Linked DNA regions of Zea mays: region 2 is linked to region 1. The links are chromatin contacts, called in public Hi-C maps. All regions are on one chromosome and are shown on one strand. The core of a region is the stretch at or near the end of the contact, and the rest is flanking DNA. Distances in the headings are between cores, read along the strand shown. Region 1 holds the start of LOC103634765. Region 2 holds the start of LOC100384700 (nuclear cap-binding protein subunit 1).

Region 1 (7,914 bases), core at 1,677-4,176:
TAGGCGGACGACGTCGTGGTCCGTCCATCGCGTGCTCCCGTAGCTTCTTATCTTGTTGATAAGAGTCTTGAGCCGATTGTATGTTTGCGTTGGCTCCTCGCCCCTTATCATTGCGAACCGTCCAAGCTCGCCCTCCACCAACTCCATCTTGGTGAGTAAGGTGACGTCGTTCCCCTCATGAGAAATCTTGAGGGTGTCCCAGATTTGCTTGGCGTTATCCAAGCCGCTCACCTTATGGTATTCATTCCTGCACAAGGAAGCTAGAAGAACAGTAGTAGCTTGTGCATTCTTATGAATTTGTTCATTAATGAACATGGGACTATCCGAACTATCAAAATGCATTCCACTCTCTACAATCTCCCATATACTAGGATGGAGAGAGAATAGGTGACTACGCATTTTGTGGCTCCAAAATCCGTAGTCCTCCCCATCAAAGTGTGGGGGCTTGCCGAGTGGAATGGAAAGCAAATGTGAATTTGAACTATGCGGAATACGAGAGTAGTCAAAAGAAAAGTTAGAATTAACCGGTTTCCTTTGTTTGTCGTAGTCGTCGTCCTTTTGGGAAGAAGAGGACTCATCGCTGTCGTAGTAGACGATCTCCTTGATGCGTCTTGTCTTCTTCTTCTTCCCATCTCTTCGCTTGTGGCCCGAGCCCGAGTCATTGGACTTGTCATCCCTTGGCTCGTTGACGAAGGACTCCTTCTCCTTGTCGTTGATCACAATTCCCTTCCCCTTAGGATCCATCTCTTCGGGCGGTTAGTCCCTTTCTTGAAGAGAACGGCTCTGATACCAATTGAGAGCACCTAGAGGGGGGGGGTGAATAGGTGATCCTGTAAAAACTTCAAACTTAAGCCACAAAAACTTGTTAAGTGTTAGCACGATTATTGCCAAGTGGCTAAGGTGAAGTCTCAACAGTCTCAACAAAACACAGTACCACAAGAGAATCAGGCACAGAGTGACACAGTGGTTTTATCCCGTGGTTCGGCCAAGACCAATGCTTGCCTACTCCACGTTGTGGTGTCCCAACGGACGAGGGTTGCAATCAACCCCTCTCAAGCGGTCCAAAGACCCACTTGAATACCACAATGTTTTGTTTTCCTTTCACTATCCCGTTTGCAAGGAATCTCCACAAATTGGAGTCTCTTGCCCTTACAAGTATATGATCACAAATGAAACACAGAGTAAGGGAGGGAAGCAACACACACAAATCCACAGCAAAAGCGCACACACACGGCCAAGAATCGAGCTCACAAGACTATCTCAGAGTTCTCACTTAGAACAGAGCTCGAATCACTTAGAAACACAAACGAATGCGCAGAGACTTAGTGTGGATGATCAAGAATGCTCAAAGGTTGCTTGTGTGTCTCCTCCATGCGCCTAGGGGCTCCTTTTATAGCCCCAAGGCAGCTAGGAGCCGTTGAGAGCAAATCCGGAAGGCCATCCTTGCCTTCTGTCGTCGGGGGCACCGGACAGTCCGGTGCACACCGGACACTGTCCGGTGCCCGATTTGTTTCCTTAAACGGCGAAGACGACCGTTGCAGACCGTTGGCAGATCTGGCGCTGTTGGCGCACCGGACATGTCCGGTGCACACCGGACAGTCCGGTGCCGTCTTCCGACCGTTGCCTCGGCCACGTGTCCCGCGCGGATTGCGCGGCCGACCGTTGGCCCTGGCCGACCGTTGGCTCACCGGACAGTCCGGTGCACACCGGACAGTCCGGTGAATTTTAGCCGTACGCCGCCGGCCAATTTCCCGAGAGCGGCCAGTTCGAGTCGCGCCAGCCTGGCGCACCGGACACTGTCCGGTGCACACCGGACAGTCCGGTGCTCCAGACCGAGCTGGGTCTTGGCAGCACACAGCCAAGTCCCTTCTCCTTTTCTCTATTCTTCTTCTTTCTGTTTCTAACACTTAGACAAATATATTAGTACTTAAAACCAATGTACTAAGGCTTAGAAACATACCTTTACTTCATGATTTTCACCTTGTTCATCCATGTACATAAATTCACATTTAGGCCCTTGTGTTTGCACTCAATCACCAAAATACTTAGAAATGGCCCAAGGGCACATTTCCCTTTCAGGTTCGAACCCATTCCCTGATAGAAGAAGGGCGGGAGACACTGGGTGAAGCTGTCTAACCAGTAGAACATCATCCTCAGATGTTTTTAATATTGAATATAAATTGTATATATGTATATATGTTTTTTTTAAATAAAAAATATATAATTGTGTCGGACCAAGCCAGCACTATAGGCCGATGCTACAGCCCAAGCATAGCACGACGTTCTTGGCTCTTGCAAATATTAGGTCATTTCTAAGACCACATTGGCGCAATGGACTCCATAGTGTTTGAGGTTGCTGAATTGGATGGAGCAACAATGATTTGGCACACTAACAGTAAAATGAAAGGTTATTTGTTGGTTTTAAACGTTAATAATTGCTACGAAGTAGCATAATTTATATGGAGCGCATCCAGTTTTTATTGATGCATTACTTTAGCAATCATTCCATATTTTGATCTATCTTTTTTTATAAATTTGAGTTCATGTGACTTATTTTAGAAACTTAAGCTCACAAACTTTCTCTTATTTGGTCTCTGTATGGTGGAATTATGTCATTTTAAGTCATTATGAACTCTCTTCTAATCGTTCACTTTATTGGCCGTGTTGTATCAATACATATTGGATGGAGTAAACAATAATATCAGTTAGCCAAATCAAAAAAATATTATACGAAGAGCGAAGACCATCAATAAAAAATCTTGAATTTTTTGATGGATAGTTTATATAAGTATTGTTGTAAGCGTGACAACGCATGAACAACCGACTAGTAGTATTTTTTTATACAGATCTGCTGGCCAAACCAATCCCAGTGGCCTCGTTTTCGTTCCAAATCCAATACAGGCGGACCAAGCCTGGCCCGGTCCATTTTCCACCGGTCTACCGCGCCGCGAGACCACCACACCACCAATTTCTGTGTCTCTCCCTGTCACCGTTCTCTCTTGTCTTCCTCCCTTCTCCTTTGTCTTTAAAGCCCGAGCACCCCCTCTCCAGCCCCGTCTCCGCCTCCTCTCTCCCTCTCTACACTCCAACCCACCACCGCCCCGCGACCGGTCCTCGGCCTCGCCGTACTCTCCACTCGCTCCACCCTGCGGCGCGCTGCTCCGTGTTCTTCCCTCCCGCAAACCGTCGGTGAATCTCGCCGCTCCTACCGTCCGGTTCAGATTCTCGCTACCGGTCGGGGGCGTCTGTTTCTCGTCCGGGAGGCCGGAGGGCTCCTCGTGGCCGGAGCCTGGGGGAGGAGCCGCCAGCGCGGCGTGCATGGAGGCTAAGGTTTGCTCGTCTGTCCTGTTCCCTCTAATCTCGCATTCGTTAGTGCTCTCGCTCGGGGGGCCGCGCTGCTCTCGTTTGGTGGCGCGTCGCGCTGTTCCTCGTTATGCGATGGGGTTGTTGCCTTGGGGCGCGCTCCTGGGTTCGGCCATGGGGATTTCGTCGGTGATCACGCGCTCCCGTCGTGTTTCTCTAGGCTCGTATCCGTGCTTCGTGCCCGTGGGCGTGCGTTCTTGCGTGCTGGGTCGGGGTTGATTTGGTCGGCCGTGTCTCTTGGCCGCGAGCCTGTGCTCGGTTTCTCCTTTCCGTTGCTGGTGGTCGGTTGCTTGTTTTCCACGGTGTCATCAGGATTCGCAGTCGTGGGTACGATTGTGGTGGTGCCTGGCCTGAGATATATTAGCTGGATACAATTCGTGGCTTGGTTGGTGACTCTGGAATTACTTGGTTTGCTTGATCTAGTGGCTCTGGCTGTTGTCGGCTCACGGTGACGGTGAGGAGCTGCACAGCATGTTGGACTATAGGTTCTGTTCGTGATGGTGCAGTGCTTGAGCTTGATGCCTTGGTGCTGTTAAATTGTTTTGCACTGCTTGTGGTCTGTGGAGTGATTCAATCCTCCAAGTCGTTTTTCTGTTTCTTTACCGACCCACTTTACACTTGAGACCTATGTTTATCGATAGCCCCTCGATGATGGATCTTATACATGACAGGCATTGACTTCATTTGCTGCCTGCAAGAGCTAGCTGTTACGCAAATTTTCTGTTGGGACTGATAGCATACCATTTTGATGACCCTAGAGTTGTTGTGGTATTGTTTTCTCTAGTACAATTTCTTGCATTGCAGCAAACCTTATTGCATTCTACTGTTTATTCCACAGTAAGATTGCAACTAATAGCCAGGAAAGTCAACTCCTTTTCTGAAAACATTTCCACCCTTAATCTTCTGTTCGGTGATATTATGCTAGGTTTTAATTATTATACAGAGACTTGTACAGGATATAGCTAGGTATAGCAACATCTATATATGTACTTCATATGCTCACTTTCAGTGCAACGGTAGTAAATTACTACTGTTGGTTTCCTTCTTGTTGCAGATAACTTATTTCAATGCTACAACCATTATGCATCATAGGGATGCATGCTAACTCACATGAATTCTGAAAAAAAAAGGAAGAAGATTTCCATGTGCATGCTCCTAGTTTTTCTAGAGTAAATAACAAATCTCATTATTCCTAATGACGATGCACATGTTCTTGTATTGTTGACTATTGTAATGGATCTTTACAATTGCACTTTTTTTGTTATAATTGTGATAGATGGAGTCTGAATCACTCGATTTTGAAGACAATGGAGACCACCAACCTTCATCAGAAGCTTCTCTTGCTTCAGATGTGGTATATGATGACTCGCTTGTATGTCCATGCATTGGAAGTGAGCACCAGGCAGAAATCCCCAATCTTGCTACAGAGGATGAGTGCCGTAAGCTCATGGCCAGTTCACATAATGATTCCATATTCCATGGCTATGGTTACCCTGTTGTGGTTGGGTTAGCTTTACCAATTACGTGGGCATCACCAAGCGAAGTTGATAAGACGGAAGAGGTACTACAAACGCAAAAATGTTCAGAATTTGGAACAAAAGGCAGCACTGGAGATGTGCACAGTCAGGTGACCTCAACTTGTGCAACTAGCAATGACACTGGCATATGTGCTGCAACATTCCAGTATCCACATACAGTAGTGCCTGTAGTTCAAATTAAATCTGACAGTAATCAAGCATACGATGAAAAAATGGTCCCTTGCCCCACTCAAGAAGGACAGAATGTTACCAATAATTCAATAATGCAGCAGAGAGAAACCAAACAATTAAGTCCTCTACCTTATTCACCCGTTGCTCTTTGGAGTGATCTTGAGGCAGAGGTATTTCTCCTTGGGCTCTACATTTTTGGCAAGAATCTCAACCTGCTGAGCAGGTTTCTGGGTACAAAGACTGTTGGTGATGTGCTTGCATACTACTATGGGAAGTTCTACAGAAGAGATACATACAAAAGATGGTCGGACTGTAGAAAGGCAAAAACTAGGAAATGCATTCTTGGGGAACGCATTTTTCAAGGATGGCGACAGCAGGAGCTAATTTCACGTCTGAAATCTAAAATCCCTAAAGAAGCTCATGATTCGTTAATTGAGGTATGTTTCATTGGCACTGGTAGGGAAAAAATGATTCTTTTGTCATTCCATTGTTGTTCACTGATTAATTTGACTTGGTTGAATATGGAATTATTCTTGTTATTTTAAAATTTTAATTTTCTTTGTAGTTTCTCTTGTTACATATGACATCCTAAATATTCCTATTGTTCTATAAAGCAAACACATATTTCTCATAGTAACATTTTTACATTTGATTTGCACCATTTATATTTTTCCATTTTCAGTCATTTCATCCCTTGTTTTGGCTGTCCTTGTCTGGTGTGGTGAGGCAAGCAGAGCTGATAATCCAAACTCACATACGAAGGGTTATCCAAGCATATTTGATTGGTCTGGTGCTCAATGGCAAACTTTTTCTCTCTCAAATACATCCATAGCAAAATGCTTTCATATCTTGCTTTCAAGGACTTCTTTTTCTCGAAAAGCGTAGGAGAACTGCGCCTCATTATATATTAAGAAGAAACAAAGGTCTATAGAAGACCCAGATATATGAATTATGATTATAACATCAGACTGGAAAGATGAATCTGTGGTAGGCGTGCATTTGGCCATTGTGATTCTCTGTTTTGATATCAATTTTGTGAAGAATTATAAATATCAGAATGGAAAATGAAGTTGTTAGGCGTGCATTTGGTCATTGTGATTCTCTGTTTTGATATCATTTTTGTGAAGAAGTGTTCATTACTACCCATTTCTTGAAACTGTTGTATCCATGATAACCATGGTTTTTAAAGCGGTAAGGCGGTCCAAGGTGTTGGACCACTGCCTGGACGCCTAGGCGGCGCCTAGGGTAGGCAGGCAAGGCGCCTAGGCGTTAGACCACCGCCTGGACGCCTAGGCGACGCCTTAAGAACAGTGATGATAACTGTACGATTAAGTTGTGATTATCCAAACACAATTAATGTGTATAGTTTAGTTGCACAGAATAATCACTGACTTGCACACATCATATATTTGTCAACAGCATTGAAGGATGCTGATATTTTGTTATGTAATGCCATATGATTTGTTTTGCTTTCAATTATTGCAGGTTTTCAAATCTTTCAGTGATAGCCAAACATCTTTGAATGAATTTGTCTTCAGTCTGAAATCCACTGTCGGAGCAGAAACTTTTGTGGAGGTGGTTGGGGTTGGTAAAGGGAAGCACGATTTGACTGGATTCGTTACGGACCAATCTAAACCTAATCATGCTCTCTCTGTTCATAGTGACTTGCCTACAGGTAAAGACTGTTCTTCACTTGCTTCAGAAGATATAATCAAGTTCTTAAATGGCGATTTCAGAAGAAGTAAGACTAGATCAAATGATATTTTCTGGGAAGCTGTATGGCCCCGTTTGCTTGCAAAAGGGTGGCACTCAGAGCAGCCCAAGGATGTTAGCACAACTAAGAGTTGCCTTGTATTTCTTGTGCCGGGTATAAAGAAGTTCTCGAGAAGTAAACTCACCAAAGGTACTCATTATTTTGATTCTGTCAGTGATGTCCTTAAAAGAGTGGCAGCAGATCCTGTTCTTCTTGAGTTAAAGGTAGATGCGATAAACAATGGTTTAACTGCTGAGGAAAATGGCAGTATCACAGATGTGAAACTGAACCAGGATAGTCCGTTAGATGGATATCAGGAGCTTCCTAAGTTCACAATAATCGATACTAGCTTAGTCGAAGGGGAAGAGCCATTCAATATACGGGAACTGAGAAACTTACCTGCAGATGCAAATATTACTTTTCTCCTTTCACAACATTCATCTAATATGGTGAGTTACAGCTCCTCTGAAGAGGAAGCTGCCAATGATAGATTATCAGATGACCAGGAAGATTGTGGACGAGTTAAAGCTGAGGCCAAGGAAATTGAAATGGTTTCAGCTGGTTCATTGCAAAACATGGTTACTGCTAATGGCCACTCTTCTAATGTCAATGATAAAATTGATCTGACAGGCATCTATGGCATCAAAACAAAACCTGAAAGGCGCAAGTATTTGTCCCCAGTGTCAAAGCGCAGAAGATTAAATAGCTGTAGTAATGAACAGGCCAGCCGGCGCAGTTTTTCTTTCTCAAAAGGTGGTGGTTTTGAGAAACAGAAAAGCAAGCCACCGTTGATTTCATCCAAACCAGCTGCTGTTGAAGTTGGCGACACTTTTCAGAGTAAAACAATTTCAAGCTGTTCTACAAAGGAGAAGCCATCTGAGCACACAGCAGATGCATTGAACTCCCTTATCGATGATGAGCAAAATGCGAGAATGGTTATGGAGGTTGAAGCAGTGGCTGAAGTTCACTCAAAGGTCATTGCCGTTCAGCCAAAATTTGTCAAAGAAAGAGCTGAGTTTATTGGTCCAGTTGATTTGAATAAGCTGGAAACGCTACATGATGATAAGGCAAGTCGAAGCATTGACACCA
Region 2 (7,914 bases), core at 3,511-6,010, 310 kb before region 1:
TAAGCGCCTAGGTGTCTGGAAAGAGGTGGCTTGCTGCAACCCCGCCTTACCACCTTAAGAAGCATGTGTTCATGAAATTACACTGCAATTGAACAGAATTTCATCTCATCCAATCCCCAAGTTAGTTGAGCATCAAGGGGACTAGTGACAGCTTCCGCGGCACAGTAGAAGTTTCCCCTCATTAACAGTACTCCCTCAGTTCATTTAGGCATAAAAATATGAACAATTAGTCAAATTACACGCATGCTTAGTGTCTAAAAGTTACACAAATAGATTCATATTTCAAATAGACTGATTTTGTAGCAAATGATGATATATATAAAGAGAAATTGGTTCTCATGGTACACCTCTAATGACCTTTTCAAATTCTAATATGCCAATTACAAACGGGCAATTATGGATGCAGAATTGCAGATCATTGTCAATTCAAAACAAAACAGCATCCCACAAAGTGAAGTTACAAGCGATGCAACTAAGGATATATACTATAGGAAATGAGCAATTAAGGATATAAATCAAAAATCAAAGCAAAGCAAAGCAGCCATTTTACTTACCAGACCACTGAGAAATCGCAGCAATATCCTAATCCTATCACGATTTTCATTGTGCAAGGCATCCTGCAATCAAGGCATCAGTCACTCTTAAAGCTACGGTAATCACAAATTTAACAGTGTGTTTATGTAAATGTAACAATGGTACCTCTAGGTTAGCCTGTGTGGTATCTACAATAGCCTTACTGAAGTCTTCATTTTCTAAGTTTATCAAACCAATCTGAGATAAATAAAAAAAGAAACAAAGTACAACCCAAAGAGTTAGGTTTATTAAACATGATCCATGAGATTATAATCATGTTCTTACAATAAATACCATGGATCAAAAAAATATTCTGAAGTTAGTTGTATATCTGTACATATAATACATCAATAATATTAGGACCAAAAGTGTTGTTTAAACACATCATCATGAACTATGGACTAGCTTGGTTACGAAACAGAAAAACTTATAAGCATTTGCTAAGTTTCTTGCCCGCAAAAAGAGGGATATCAATTTTGCCCATGTTTATTTCATCCAATCCAAGTTAACAAAAAAAAACAAGCTACATGGTTAGGTCCTCATGGAAAAGAGCAACCAAAACTCAAGAGTTTAGCACCATAAATGTCTCACATTGGTCTGTCTCATTGCACGAGCACGACTGTGTTTACAGTGTGTTTTAATCTATGTTGCATCTTGCATTTTTTTGCCAAAAAAACTGCATTGTTTCAATCTGTGTTGCATCTTGAATTTTTTTTCTCGCAGAAAAATGCAAGCTGCAACCTGATAGATTAAAAGGGCAGACCCTGTGCCAGAGGCTCCCACATGAGTGGGTGTGGGAAGGGATAAATCTAGACAAGCATCCCCCCTCCAATGTGGAGAGGCTGCTTCGAACCCGCAACTTGGTGAGTCAATGAGACAGCTCTCACCACTGCACTAGGTCTATCCTTCTAGCATAGTAGATTAAAACACACAGTAAAACTTCCTGCTCATGTAATGAGACAGACCAATATTATTAACCAGAGGAGATCATGAGACACATGGTTACTATCTTTGCATGTAAATATACACACCATTCAGAATATTTCCTAATTCCAGCATACATATGGAAATGATGAGATAAGAACATGTTTGCCATTAGTTTCCCCAAAAAATGTTCACATTTGGCACATTGGCTTTGGCATGGCAACCTCCACAGAGGGTATGTGACAGTTAACAAACAATCATACAGAAGCAGCAAACAATAATGAAAGTATATTCATTCATAAATGAAAAAGGATCAGGCTATGACATTGTGTTCGCGTGCAAGGTGCCAAGGTCAGTAAGGCCTCTCTCAGAACTCAGAAGTGTATGAAATTATGAACTGGGGCATCAGTGAACATTGCCGTCTTCTCTCAATATCCATGAAAAAATCATGTAAACCACCATTATAGGATCTCAATTTGATTCATGCTCATGTATCACTATGCCAGTGACCTAAACACAAAGTACAATACACAGAACTCCCTAACACTTAAGAAATATAAAGGGATGAAATGCGCATATGGAGTTTTCTTTGATAACGCTAGTATTTGTTGTCATATCTTATGGACACAAAGGGAATTATGAGCACAGTTACAAGTGAGCATTACATGCATAATTGCTCCATACATAATTTTAGAATAGAAAGGGTACATATAATAGCAATATGGTATATGCTTTAGAGTAAATAGATTTGCGTACCAAAACTCCAAAGAAAGGAATCTTGTGAGGCAATTGTTCTGTGCATTGAAGGAGAAACTGCTCGAGCAAAGAAAAAATTTCAGTTAGCAGCACCTCAAGGTACTTCAGTTTTATACAAAGACATGCCTTCCAGGCCCATAAAAAGTAAAGCATGCAGCAACTGGATTACTGGAATATACTTTTTTGCATACATTTTTCCTATCTATATTCACTGGCAGAAAAGAATAGAATGCACTCACTCACAATGGTGTCATGATCGAGATACAGATTGGTGTTACAATCCCACAAAACTGACATGACATGGGGTCGGTTCTAAGGCCAGACTGAATCTCATACTATTATATTAATTTATAATGTCTGATCGTTGAACAGCTAAATTATGAAATATCTTATGACCAAATATCATTTATTATGTTGACCAGTTAAATTGTTTCTTTCATAAATATAATTGAGTTTTATTGCAGACAAATTGAAATAAAATAAGCATGTGGGGACATGGGGTTAATCTTTAATTTTTATCTATTTAAAGAATTACTTGCAAATTCCAGCAGACTAAGAATAAGTTTGCGCAATATACCATGTATACTGGTATCATTTGCAGAAAATACTAAGTATAAGCAATGCATTGATTGCGTTCACATAAACATATCTTTTGCCGTTTACTTTTATTTCACACCAGTGTTAGGAACCGGTGTCATCATGCCAGCACAACAGACCAACCTACAGGTGGCATGTGAGTTGCTAGCCTTCAGAGCGACGGTGTGGCTTGCAAATGTGGCAAAAAGGCTTGGTATATAGTTATGGACGTGAAAATAAATTGAAGCTCATTTATATCATCGACAGCAAAAGGGTTCTGTTGCACATTCTTAATCATATGATATGATCTGATCGATTAAGGGAAAAGCTACAGGCTTGTCGTAATCTGGACAACCAGGATCTTAGTTACTTTGTAAAATTCAAATTTTGGATTAGCTAATGGACTACATCTGGAAGCAGCCCAGTTAGAATTACTTGTTATAATATTTGCAAAAATGCCCAGATTAGCAAATAGGAACAATAATATATGAACAGGCTCGACTGCTGCATACTTACCTCAAATATTGCATCTCTGGAGTGTTCATATTCTCGGGATAGTACACCATAACAAGTTTCCTATGAAGCAAATGTTTGATAAGAACATGTTTAAGATAAATTACACAAATCATATAACCATATCATCCATATTCATACATTGAAACAAATATATGATAGTGTGTAAATACACAATATGGAGCACTGTTCTAACTATGTGTGCAGAAATTAGTTATGCACCTTTATTTTGTACCCTACTTATATCATGTCCATTCTTTGCTGGTGAAATCATTTAATTAAACTGCACAACAAAAATGACATCATAAGAACTCTACTTGTTGCACTTAAAAGTTAAGACCTTATGGGACATTTGTTGCCATCGACTAAAATCGCTGATTCACTTACAAAAGTTTCAACAGAAGCACAACAATCCATGACCATGAAGCCAGATTTGTATATCTAGGATTTACAAACTATTCCATTTCGTTTTTTTTTTTTGGGGGGGGGGGGGGGGGATGCTGCACTGGCTGCACTAACAGATGTGCGAACTTTCAGGTGGGTAAGCACAAAATAATAATAATTTCCATTCAGATTTTATTTCCTGACAGAACCGTTAAAACGTGATAATTTGTCTACATGATAAAATCTAGTTAGATCAAACAGCAATATTACATATACCACATCCAACAAAGAGTCACAAGCCTGAGGTTCTGATACTTAGAAGAAATAAGCAAAACCCAAGGTAAGGTCTGGATACCACAAACAATCAGGAAAATGGCTGCATCGCAATTCCAAAGCGTAGTTTCTATCAAAATCTAAAAGTAAAGTGATCTACCAGTATTTTTGTTCTGGCAGCATTTAGTACAAGCATACAAACATTTTTTTTAACCAGCACAAACTGCAGCAGTCCAATAATACTAAAACCTAGGTCTCAGGCTCCTGTGCGGCTGTGCGAGTAACTACGGTTTTTAGCTCCCCACCCACTCTGACCAACAGCAACGGCAACCAAACACCAAGCGCTCCAAGCTAAGCTCATATCCCCAACTATAAATCGCCGCTCGGATAACCTAGGGTTCCGAGAGCAAGGAGAGCAGAGGGGGGAAACAGTATGGGAAGAGGAAGGGGCTCTCACGATGTGTTCCTTGTGGTCGGCGGAGCCCCCATACTCGGCGCATCTATCGCCGATGCGCAGCAACAGCGTCCTCCAGCCCGCGCTCATTGCGCCCGCGGCGATGAAGTGGGCGTAGCGAGCGATGTCGGGTGCGTGGGGCGGAGGCGGATCGAGGCTCGAGAGGGACTGAGGGAGAGGAGGGTTTTGGTTCGTGTCGCAGGTTTTTCGTTTCTGGTGCGGCGCGAGTTGAGATACATATAAGAGACTGTTTTTGGTTCACTCGGTGCCGCTAACTTTTTACTCCACGACATGTACAATACATATACTATCCGTTTGGTTACCCGCACCATGTAGCACTGAGCCACCGTATGCATTGACTTTATATGAGTTTCTGTTTGGTTGATTGTATACTCGAGACGTGTACCGCATGAGTAGATGCAAAATAAGTGATTTTGACTGCATCCGGAGATACGCTTAAAATATACGTATGCAGCCGGCCAGGATAGTGCGCGCCTGTGCGCGCGTGCCCACCCAACCAATCAAGCGAATATTGAACTGTATGTTCGGGTGTCTAAAAGCAGCGGCGGCTCTAAGACCAACTCCAGCGCCTCTGTATGCGGCTCTGTTGACACCTTTTTGGGCGCCAAACACTGCGTGAGAACCGGTGGCGGTGTCTTCTACAGAGGCGCGGACGGTCCGCGGCCAGGGGCCGGACAGTCCGCGACCTGGTACAGGGGCTAGCGTTCCCTGCCTGACGGTCGGACGGTCCGCGCGTACGCAGGGGCGGCGAAGGTCGCCGGCGGCGCCTAGATCTCGCTCCCGGGAGGGATTCCGTCGGGAAGAAGAGATCCTAGGGGTTATAGGCTCGGCAGGCCGACCTAGACTCCTCTAATCGACGTAGAGTCGAAGAGAAGTTGATTTGGGGATTGGAATACTAAACTAGGGCTAAACTAGAACTACTCTAATGCGTAAGGTAAAAACGAGGAATAGATTTGATTTGATCGATTGTTCGGGGGTTCAATCGGCCGTAGCCCTTCATCTATATAAAGGGGAGGTCTGGATCCGCTTCGAACAGATTTTCGAGTCAATTCCACGGTTTTAGGTAACAAATCCCGCGAGAAACTAGGAACCCTAATTGTCTCTGCGCACGCCTGGACCGTCCACGCCGCCACCGCGGACCGTACAGCCTCAGGGCCGGACCGTCCGCGAGGCCTTTTTGGCTTCTAACACATGCCCCTGCCTTTTGGTGAAGATTGACGAACCAAAAGCATATGTACTAAACCTGATGTAAGTCACCGGCTTTTCAAAATAGAGATCATTCAATGAAGCACCAATGTATAAAGGTCGTTTTGGATTGTATCTTTCTCGGCCACGACCATTTGATCAATGCATCAGAATGAATAGAATGGAGGTGCCCCCAGTCTGGATAGACAAAGGGACTATACATGTACCATGGATTTATCGTCGTGTCGTTCCACATTTGAGTAGAACAATATAGCGATGATGAATAAACGGGTGGAAAATACCCTGGTCTCATAGGATGAACAGGCGATGCTTGTCGCGTCGCCTTTTGGGCCGTTTTGTTCGGCCGTTTCGTTTTAGCAGGTGACCGAGGTTTCTTTGTTGACCGATCACGTGGAACAGTCTTTTTGCTAGCATTTTTGGAGAGCAACTGATCAAAAGTAGGGTCGGCTTTGATCAGCCGACTATATGTGCTTTGACCTTGCGTCTTTTTCCTTGCTTCGTGTAGAGGCTGACGCCTTTGGTCATAGCTGGACTGTCCGGCTGAGTTAGCCGGACCGTTTGTCTGAGCACCGGTCCGTCCGCACGTAGGTGCCGGACCATCTGCGATGCTCGGGCTAGGCTGATGTGTTTGGTTCATTAATTGTGCCTGCCCCCGGCGTCTTCGAACCTTTTAGCCTTCTCGCCTGAAGCCTTTTGAGCAATCTCCTTTTGTGATATAATTGACATGCGAGGATCGTCAATGACGATGCCCTTGCCTTTGCCTTTATCGGCCATTTTGGGCCGAACCAAGACCTTTTTGCATGTGAGTTCTATTGTATTAACAGAAAAAGGTTGTGTGTCTACTTGCATCTCCTGAAAAGCCAATCGGCCCTCATTTATGGCCGATTGTATCTGTCGACGAAAATTATTACAATCATTGGTGGCATGAGAAAATGAATTATGTCACTTACAATAAGCACGCCTCTTTAGTTCATCAGAAGGAGGAATAGTATGAGTTAATTTAATGTTGCCGTTTTTTAGTAACTCGTCAAATATTTTATCACATTTGGTAACATTAAAAGTAAACTTAACTTCTTCTTGTCGATTCTTTCGAATCGAGTGTAAAGCAGAACATGCGGAAGGTTTAGCCTATCCTGGCCAAACTAGTTTGGCGGTGTATACATCCGTGGATTCATCGTCCGAATTATCGTATGCCACTAGATGCATCTTATAGTTAGCCGATTTTGATGTTTCCTTACTTCGGCTTTCACAGGTCATAGCCCGCTGGTGCAAGTGTACTAGCGAAAAGAATTGGGTGCCATCTAATTTTTCTTTTAAGTAGGGTCGCAACCCATTGAAAGCCAACCCTGTTAGTTGTTTTTCTGCGACATGGATCTAAAAGCATCGGTTTCTAGTGTCCCGGAACCTCCGGATATAGTCATTAATCGATTCTTCAGGCCCTGTCGGACTGAGGCTAAGTCAGCCAATTCTAATTCATGTGCTCCTGAGAAAAAGTGTTCATGAAAAATTTCTGCTCTAATTCTTCCCATGAGTTAATAAAGTTTGGTGGCAAGGCTGTGTACCATGCGAATGCAGTATCAGTAAGGGACAACGAGAATAAACGAACGCGGTAGGCTTCCCCATCAGCCAATTCTCCCAAGTGTGCTATGAATTGGCTTATACGTTCGTGTGTGCTTTTTCCACCTTCACCAGAAAATTTAGAGAAGTCTGGTATTCTAGTTCCCTGTGGATACGGCACGGTGTCGAATCGGTGGCTATAAGGCTTTCGATATGATTGCCATGTACCTGACACACTAACACCGAGTTTGTCCCTGAACACCCCAGCTACTTCGTCTTTGATCCTCTCCGCCATGTCTGGCGACCATCCATTGAGTTTGTGGGTGTAAATCTCAGGTTGCCTAACATCACTCGGTCGGCTTTCCTCCAAGGGATGTTTGAGGTGTGTGTTAGGTGTCCTATTAATGTCACCAGCTCCTGCCCTATACCTCTCAGGCTCTCTTGTGGCCGAACAGTATTCAGCCCTATGTCCATGAGGTGGTATGGTATGATTATAATGTGTTGCTGGTGGGGCACCATAATGTTGCTGCGATGAATGTGGAAACTGTGCGTATTGTGCAGCTCTCGGCTCTGCGTACGCATATCCGGATGGTCCAGCGTAAGAGGTCGGATGGTCCGCGACCTGTCCAAACGGTCCGAAGGTATATCCGGATTGACCAGTCGTATATGGTGCTAAA

The links. A called contact is a pair of places that touch in the nucleus more often than the background predicts.
Region 2: a contact with region 1 is called in a Hi-C map of ear, with 3 times the contacts expected there. The contact joins the promoter of LOC100384700 here to the promoter of LOC103634765 in region 1. A contact is called at or near these places in 6 of 25 Hi-C or Micro-C datasets (ear, leaf and tassel) and 2 of 3 datasets of contacts at active chromatin or transcription factors (leaf and seedling).

What each region holds. Positions count from the first base shown.
Region 1 is chr1:58,824,146-58,832,059 of Zm-B73-REFERENCE-NAM-5.0, reverse strand. It overlaps LOC103634765, which reads left to right and starts at 2,926. Exons shown (of 3, transcript XM_008657354.3): 1 at 2,926-3,330; 2 at 4,640-5,509; 3 at 6,558-7,914. The coding sequence starts at 3,319.
Region 2 is chr1:59,140,742-59,148,655 of Zm-B73-REFERENCE-NAM-5.0, reverse strand. LOC100384700 (nuclear cap-binding protein subunit 1) reads right to left here and starts at 4,760. Exons shown (of 19, transcript XM_008657372.3): 1 at 4,457-4,760; 2 at 3,346-3,405; 3 at 2,254-2,310; 4 at 700-771; 5 at 555-617. The coding sequence starts at 4,543.